Regions from separate parts of the Mus musculus genome. Here regions 1 and 2 are each linked to region 3. A link is a contact called in public HiChIP or PLAC-seq data. All regions are on one chromosome and are shown on one strand. The core of a region is the stretch at or near the end of the contact, and the rest is flanking DNA. Distances in the headings are between cores, read along the strand shown.

Evidence for each region. HiChIP or PLAC-seq counts read pairs in DNA pulled down with a chosen protein or histone mark.
Region 1: a contact with region 3 is called in an H3K27ac HiChIP or PLAC-seq map of embryonic stem cells, with 3 times the contacts expected there. The contact joins the promoter of Arhgef10l here to the enhancer-like site in region 3. A contact is called at or near these places in 3 of 39 promoter capture datasets (hippocampal neurons, liver and pre-B cells), 6 of 484 Hi-C or Micro-C datasets (B cells, the N1E-115 cell line, cardiomyocytes and 2 more), 5 of 115 datasets of contacts at active chromatin or transcription factors (embryonic basal ganglia and embryonic stem cells) and 1 of 9 other capture datasets (embryonic stem cells).
Region 2: a contact with region 3 is called in an H3K4me3 HiChIP or PLAC-seq map of embryonic stem cells, with 4 times the contacts expected there. The contact joins two enhancer-like sites. A contact is called at or near these places in 3 of 115 datasets of contacts at active chromatin or transcription factors (astrocytes, embryonic forebrain and embryonic stem cells).

What each region holds. Positions count from the first base shown.
Region 1 is chr4:140,664,495-140,667,393 of GRCm38.p6, reverse strand. It overlaps Arhgef10l (Rho guanine nucleotide exchange factor (GEF) 10-like), which reads left to right and starts at 1,507. Exons shown (of 29, transcript NM_001290803.1): 1 at 1,507-1,638.
Region 2 is chr4:140,639,569-140,642,268 of GRCm38.p6, reverse strand. The region is part of intron 1 of Arhgef10l (Rho guanine nucleotide exchange factor (GEF) 10-like); the gene reads left to right. Among named protein-coding and RNA genes, the nearest start is that of Arhgef10l, 25 kb to the left of the region's middle. Within about 2 kb of position 1,343, at least 19 of the 459 cell types and tissues checked have an H3K27ac peak or open chromatin away from gene starts, as enhancers often do. A contact at or near this core is called in embryonic stem cells, where this site is marked.
Region 3 is chr4:140,102,206-140,104,905 of GRCm38.p6, reverse strand. The region is part of intron 3 of Igsf21 (immunoglobulin superfamily, member 21); the gene reads left to right. Among named protein-coding and RNA genes, the nearest start is that of Gm52685, 33 kb to the right of the region's middle. RefSeq lists an enhancer at 1-2,036. Within about 2 kb of position 1,400, at least 46 of the 459 cell types and tissues checked have an H3K27ac peak or open chromatin away from gene starts, as enhancers often do. A contact at or near this core is called in embryonic basal ganglia and embryonic stem cells, where this site is marked.

The DNA.
Region 1 (2,899 bases), core at 258-2,757, 560 kb before region 3:
CTATCACCATCATCATCATCACCATCATCACCACTATCACCATCATCACCACTATCACCATCATCATCACCACCACCATCATCATCACCATCATCACCACTATCACCATCATCATCATCACCATCATCATCACCACCATCACCACTATCAGCATCATCACCACTATCACCATCATCACCATCATCACCACTACCACTATCATCACCAACATCAGAGTCACCATTGTCAGGTTTTCTTCCTAACAGGCCAGTGTAACTCCCTGGGGCTACTGGGAACTGCAGTCTCTGTCAGGACTCAGCTAGGCTTCGGTGTCTACAGAACCCCTGGAAAGAGAGGAGGAGGATCAAATGCATGTTTTTCTGTTCGCTTTGCGTTTTAGTGACAGCGTCTCCACAAGTGGAACTTACCATGCAGCCTAGGGCTGGCTTCTGACTCCCAGAGATCTTCCTGCCTCAGTATCCCCAAGGCTGCGATGATAAGTGATCACATTCAGATACATGTATATTTATTTTAGGCAAGCAAGGGCAGGCCAGATGTAGCCCTAGGATTGCAGTTGCCTGTCCCTGATCTAACACCTCAGGCTCTGGAGTCTCGGTGGAGGGCACAGAACTGCTTTGGTCTTTTACTATGAGCTCAGTCATGCTCACCGCCATGGATCTGCATGGATTTGGTGCGAGAGGGTGGGGCTACCTTTGTGTCTCCAGCTGGGCTTTCCTGGGGCTCAAGGAGTAGGCGGAGCAACTGTGATCAATGGACTTTCCTGATGTTCAGATGCCTGTGTTCTTGACGAGCAAGCGAGATGTTGGTCAAATCTGTGCTCATCCACACCGACAGCGAGGAAGATGACTTTGGCAAAGCCATTCCCCTATCCTGCATCACCAAAGACACACTCTGTGACCTGAGCTGCTGTCCCTAGGAGCCAGAAGCCCGTGGTGGTGACCCTGTTCCTAGTGCTATCATTCAGAGGCTATTATTATTACTATTATTATGCCTGCAGTTTAACAAGCAGATAACTGAGACTCAGAGAGACCAGACCGCTTGTCTGAGGCCACACAGCTGTCACTTAGCTGTCCTGGAGAAGATCTTTCCTCCTGGCCCTTCCCATCTTACCTGGTTAAAGGATCTAGATCATATAGGGCCCCACCCATCCCGGAGTCCTGTCTTGAGCCCCATCCTACCAGGGGACAGCAGATCCCCTGGGCTCAGCACTCCTTGAAAACCCATCTTTGTTTTTTTTTTTTTTTTTTTTTTTTCTCCTTTCTACCCTGGCTAACTCCCTGGGCCTCCCGGGCTGGGCTGAGGGATATATGCCCAGCCAGGTTGGGACTGACTCAGCCTAACCCTTCCTGGTGGTAGAGGCCAGGGCCCCCTCCAGTCCTCCAGTCTTCCGCCTTCACCCTCTGCCCGCCTCCGTGTCCAATGCACCGGCCCAGCAGGTCTGGCGGGTTAATGACTCATACAGCTGGGTTGTCAGCAAGCCCAGCCAAGCCTGGCTCAGGAGCCCGAGTGTGTCAGACCTGAGGCTCCTGCTCAGTCCACCAGCAGCTTCCCCACCAGATGCTTGCCCGCTGGTGGCGCCTGCCCCGGTCACTGGCATCTTCTCCCCTGAGGACCACAGTTGGACTGTGCGCAATCCAGGTCGGTCAGTCTCTCCCAGTTAAGCCCTCTTCGTTCTTTGCAGAGTTGGAAGAGGTTCTTTGAATGTGATGGAGGTAGTGAGGGTCTCCTGCGTTGACACCTTTGGGCTCTGGGGTTCCCGGCTCTCCCTGAGATGACAAGGAGGCTTGGGGGCTAACGAGGACGATGTGGGAGGAGGGACATGGAAGGATCCAGGAGCACAGGTGTGTGGTGGGAGTTCCCTACCCTATTTTTAGGCTTACGGAGGTTGAGAAGGCTTTCTGTGGCTTCAGAATATCGTTATAGTTGGAAAATTGAGGCTCCGAACCCCCGGAGAATGCTGAGGTGGCACAGTGGCTGGACACTAGTGATCCACTCTCGGTCTTCCTTGCTGCTCCATGGCTGCCTGCTTGTTTCTCCCGTGTTCATACCCTGGTGGCCTCCTCTGCCAGTCCTGTCCCTTCCCATCCCTGCCTTTCCCATCTAAAGGGAGGGACTACAGTTTATACAGCTTCCTTGGCAGAGATTGTACCCGTTTGTGGTTGGGTGGCATTTTAAAGGTCACTAGGCAGCCTTGCCCTGCGTCTCTGACAGGTTGCTTTTTAGCCATAGCTTGACTGCCTCTGGTGATGGACGGCTCACTGGTTTCAAAGGATCTATTTCATTGTTTGGTCAACATCTGGCCAATGATAACATAATGAACTCAACTGGGTCCCCGTTTCATGCTTTCATTTGGCTAGCACAGTGCAGTGCCTGTGTGACGAGCTTAATCTTTCAGTAACCCCAATGAGTCCGTGCTATTCTGATCACAGGCCTAGAGGGGCGAAGTAGCCCCTCTCATGGATGGAGAAAAGGGGAGCTGGGGTTTAAGGAGGAGGCAGGGTGGGCGTGGCAGAGGACAAGAGGAGCCTCGATCCTAAGTCAGCTTCTTCTTTCCCATTATTACCATGTCCCCCGCCTCCTCTTGCTTTCTGTGGAGGGACTCTGGTGATCAATGAGGCAGCGTCTCACCAAGGTACTTGACAGTTTACAAAGTTATCTATGTTACTGGCCCCCTAGGGCACTCACAACAGCCTGGCTAACTGGACAGGGCGGGAACAACCACCCCCGTGGTGGTGACTGACCCTGTAGTTATGGGACCAAGGCCTATCGAGGTCAGGCATCCTGCCTGAGGCCACATGGCTATGAGACAGCAAGGATTCAAGGGTCTCTCCTTTCCCTGGGAGAAGACCTCCTCATCTCTACAGGTTTTGGTCTGGAGGACCCTGGAGAGTCTGGTAGA
Region 2 (2,700 bases), core at 94-2,593, 540 kb before region 3:
ATTCCTCTGCTTCCTGTTTAAGGGAGAGAGATTTATGTCCCTGTCACAAAGGGAAATGTAGGCCCTGCTTGTAGACAGAAGGGAGCAGGCAGAGACACTCCTGTCCCCTCTGCTTGCACAGGGCTGTCCCCCTGCTTGCGCAGGGCCTTTAGATCAAAAGAATTCTTACACCAGAATGACATATTTTTAGGTAACATTCTTTTTACTTATGCCTTACATGAATTTCTTTAGCGTGTGTGTGTGTGTGTGTGTGTGTGTGCGTGTGTGTGTGTGTGTGTGTCTTGATGCTTTTGTGGATGTCAGAGACAAACTAGAGGTAGTCAAGTCTTTTTCTTCTACTACTTGGGTCCTGGGGATTGAGCTCAGGTTGTCAGGCTTGGTGACAAGTGCCTTGGCATACTGAGCTTTGATGACAGGCTCACAACAGATGGCAGATGGCATTGTAATGGTGGGAGTGTTTGCCAGAGAGGAAAGAAACTGGGAGAAACTGAGATCTCACAGTCCCTTCCCAGGGCAGGCAACAACAACCACCTCAGGATATCAGCTAGATCTCACCTCCCCACCTCTGTGATCCGTTAAGCAGTAGCCTGTCTGCTGATAATTTATCTGAGACACTTGGACTGAGTGGCCACGACTTGGAGGCATTTGCCTGGGTATCCAGGGCTGAGGGCCAGACTCAGGGTAGGGAGGCCATAGTTTCAAGTCAGTGGAGGGGATAAATGGATGGAGACAGCGTGGGAGTTCAGGAAGGTTTGAGCCATACACTGGCACACATGCTCTGTGCTCCACCTACCTCAGTCTCCGTGAGTTGCCATAGTCACTTGAAGATTTTAGCAATCTGCTGGGCGAGGCTGTAGGCTCCCTGGGCCATGGGGAACCAGGGTATAGGTTCAGGTTGTGCCAGGGAGCTTGGATAAGCGTGGGATCAGGGTTATGTGTCTGAGATAGAATCAGCTAGAATTGCAAACTAAGACTTTATGCAGAGGGCGGGTGGAGGGAGGAAGAAATCAGGTGACTTGTAGATTTTTCTTTTGTATACATGGTTGGTGGCAGTGTTAGTGAATGCGCCAGTTTGTGGGGGAGTTGAGGGATGGCTTGGGGGGGGAACGGGATTTGGTTCAGCACGAGGTCACATTTAGAGGTTTGCGCAGGGGCCACATGAGAGTCTGGGAGCCCACTTGTGAGGAACCTGACCTGCATGCAGTTCTAGGGTTGGGATCTGGGAAGATCAACCCTAAGTCAGAGGTGCAAGCATTATTCTGGCTGTGTAGCCAGGAGAGGCTCCCACCACGCCCAGCTGTGTAAAGGGAGGTAGGGCAGCAAGCTACCTTGTCCGTGACCTTGGTGACCTCCTTCGGTCTTGCCAAGAGGTTGCCAGAAGTGTGCAGAGGTCCATCTGTCTGACGCCTGTCTAGTTAGCGCCTTCTGGATACAGGCGCAGATGCAGAGCAGAGATTCGCAGCTGAGGAGGGGGTAGGAGAGCAAGGGGAGGCTGGGGGAGGACTCTGACCACTCATGGGAGACCTCCGAGTCACCTGGAAGGACTTTGGGGCCGTTCAAATGTTTGGGTCCCAAGGGAATGCACAATCAGAATTTTCATCCCGAGGACCTATTGGGTGAGGAGGAAGAGGAGGAGACACAGGAAACCCTTTGAAGCTGGTACAAGCCCCCGAGGACGAGCCTGGTGTCTGAATCTTGCTTGCTTCCTCCTGTTCACTGCTCAGTTCTTTTTTTATGAAGGAGGAGTTCAGAGACTCAGAGAGGTTAAGCAACCTGCCCAAGGTCACAGAGCCTAAGAGGGTGGATGAAACACGCTTTCTCAGGTGCAGACGCAGGAGATTGAGTAACCTCAGGGAGGGGCTCACAGGACAGATCTTTCAGCCTTGAACTTTGTCTTTGTAGTCTCCCGGGCCTCTGGTGATGGGAAGCAGGGCGTGGGTCTTCCCGGAGCCACTTACTTGGTCGGATTGAAAGCTTTCAGGGCGTCAGTTTCTTGGAGTGTCCGGGAAAACCACATGGGTCAGGTCCAGGATTTGATTAACCCGGGTCACATGAGGCCATGGAGGGAGGTTGCCCCATGGGGAGCTGTGTTTCAGAGATGGCAAGCCCACACCTCATGTGGGGATGACAAGATGTCAGGCAGGTCTCAAGGACCCGCCCACTCTGAGTACAGCCTCTGTGGGCAAGCCACGCCCTATAGAGCCCCAAAGCAGGGAGACATGAACGGGGCCTACAGGGCTGGAGTCCTAACCACGGGCATCACGTCCCACCTCGGGCACCGCGTTCCACCATGGGCACCGCGGCTCACCATGGGCACCATGTCCCACCACGGGCACACCGTCCCACCACTGGCACCACAGGCACCGCGGCCCATCATCTGGTTTAGTTGTTTTGTAAGTAAGGCGCAGGCTAATTTATCTCCATTGTACAGATGAGGCGGGCAAACGTGAGCAGTCAGCCCAAAGTCGCACGGTTGCGTGTTAGGTGTGAGCACTGTCCCGTGTGACTCTGGAGCCTTCCCTTGAAACCCTGAGAGTCCCTGTCAGCCTCGGTTTATCTCGGCATGTTGCCTCCTGTTGGCATGTCACCAGGGTAGGATCTTGGTGGGTGGGGCTTTTGCCCACTTAGGGACGCCCGGTCCCTTTGTCTTCATTGGCTCGCCAGAGTCTGGTACTTAGGACTTTTCAGAGACTTTAACAT
Region 3 (2,700 bases), core at 151-2,650:
GCCTAGCTTTGATTCCTCAGACCACAAGGAAACCCCAGGCCTCCCCCATGCCCACCCCCACGCCCCACACACCTGCTTCCAGCCGTGCTCACCAGCTTTGAGAAAGCCAGCAGGTGCCTGAAGGCTTCAAATCCTGGCACAGCCACTTCCTACCCAGTGATCTTGAGCCAGTTCCCCCCCCCAGCCTCCCAGCCCCCCGCCCCTCCCCCGCCCCCCGAAAGCAGGCTGACTAGACTATCTTCCTGTAATCCTAGAATGGAATGTGTTAGACATTGGTGCCCATTTTCTCCAAGTCAAATGCTGGCTGACCCATTCGGTGGACAGGTGACCTGGGGTCAGAGTTTCCTGGTCCCCAAACATAACTCTGAGCTGAAGGTGTTCACCCCTAAGCTTCAAGCAACCCTCTCTCCCCACCGCAAGGCAAAGCCAATTTTGCACGGGATCCCCCATCCTGAAAGCCCCTATGTACACACTTCTATCTCTTCTGCTGCTCTCTATCTTCAGCTAACCCCTTGAACTTGGAAAAGTAACATTTTTAACTCCCCCTTTTCTGCATTTTATTTTACAGAAGGGGTCACAGTTCAGTAAGGCCAAGGGATGACCCAGCTAAGGGTCTCCCATTGGAATGACATGAACTTGATCAAACCCCAAACCACCTCTTCCTACACCTATACCATGGTGCCGTCTTTGTTTTACAGTTAATGAAAATAAGGCCCAGAGAGGGTATAGGACTTTTCCAAAGTCACACAGCAGCATGGACTTAAGTTCAGTCCTAGGATTTATGTGCCGGGCTCCTTTAGTCCTCCATGTTCATGCTGAGTTTCTGCACTCTGAGACACCTGGGTATCCTGAGCAGAGGGCACTCCGGGGAGCAGAGCCACCATATGTAGGGGACACAGGGGCCAGTGAAAGAAGAGACTTAATGAAATCAAGCAGTGTTGGGAACATCTTCCCGTGGCCAGCCAGTGAAGGAAGAGCCGCAGTACCAGGCTGCAAGGCCCCATTAGGGCCAGCGGCGGGGCTCCGGGCTCCGCATTTACATATAAATGAAGATATTTACAAATTAATGCATCTCAGCCCAGAGTCCCAGCTCCACAGCTGTTCAGCTGCTTCCTCTTCAGCTGGGAAAGCGGGGTGAGAATGAGGCTGGGAATATTACCAGAAACCGGCAGAGAACAATTTCCTGGGGAGCCTCAAGGAGCCCCAGGGACTCCCCGTGTTTGTCCCCAGCTGGTGGGACGCGATCGGCAGAAGCTGGTCGACGACAGGGTGCCTGCCTCCTGCGGACGCAGGTGTGAGTCCTTGTGATGCTACCTTGGGCTCGAGGGTTCGTCCATTCAGTGTGTGAGGGATTCGGGGTAGTGGGGAAGGGACTGGCTGGGAGTGGAGGATTCGCTCCTTAGACAGGAGTAGGGGGTGGGCGGGGCCTTAACAGGAGTAGGGAATGGGCGGGGCCTTAACTAGAGAACAGGGTAAAGCAAGGAGCTGTAAAGTGTCCGTGTCCGTGTCCGTGTCCGTGTCCGTGTCCGTGTGTGTGTGTGTGTGTGTGTGTGTGTGTGTGTGTGTGTGTGTGTGTGACTTGTGTGGGGACACACGGGTATGCAGAATGATGCTTCCTCGATCTCTCTCTCTATGTCGTACACTGAAACGTGCTCTCCTACCTGAGAGCCTAGCCACTTCACTAGTCCAGCCAATAACTTGACTGTGAGGATAGACTCTAGTCTTCACACTTAGGCAGTAGTTGTGCTGTCCCCTGCATGGGTTTGGCCAGGCTTAGTTTGAGCCTTTATCCAAGCAACTTCCAGGGTGCAATCTCTACCTTGCAAATCACAGCCATGTAAATAAGGGTCATGCAAATAGGGACCATGCAAATAGAGGCCATGCAAATCAGGGCACTCCTGATCAAGGGTGGGTCGCAGGGAATAGGGCCCGTGTGTCACAGAAGACATCCAAGCTGAGAACTAGAGTGCAAACAGTCATGCACAGAGGGTGGGGCAGGAAAGCAGGGGTCACTCCAAAAAGCAGGCAGAGCAAGCACAAAGGCCCTGGGGTGAGAAGGGCTGCCTGGGGCGGAGCATGGCCAGGGCAGAGGAAATAACAAAGTAGCAATTTACCCTCAGCACCCCGGGAGCCACGGGGAGCCACGGAGAGCAGCTGGCCCACCATGACCTGCATTTGAAAGTTCACCCTGGTTACTGAGACAAGAAAGCTAAGTGATCCCCGGAGGACGCTGGGGCCTGGTACCAGAGTCCCACAAACACTTGGTAGCACGTGTTCTCTCACCCACGGAGACCGACTGGCTGTTTGAGCACAGCATGAGCTGAGCATACTGCTATGATATATGATAGCAGAAAGTGGGGTGGGGGTGGGGCATTGGCAGGTAGACACTGAAGGAAGTGATTGTCCCCAGTGGCTCTGACGTGTACACTAGAAATTGGATACCATGGAGTCCCCATCAGGCATTAAAACCTGTCTGTCCTTCCCCATGCTTTCACCAGACAGCTAGGTTTCCCCGAGGGTCAGTCCCTCCTCCCCTCCTCAGCACCCCAGAGTCTGTTTGACATTTAGAGAGAGACAGTATATGGTGGAGTCTAGAAAGAGGGGAAGTGGAGTCCAAACAGATATATAGCTAACCATTGCAACAGTGAAGCCGGAGCTGTCTGAGGACTTGCTCAGACACACGCCGAGGTGACTCAGCTG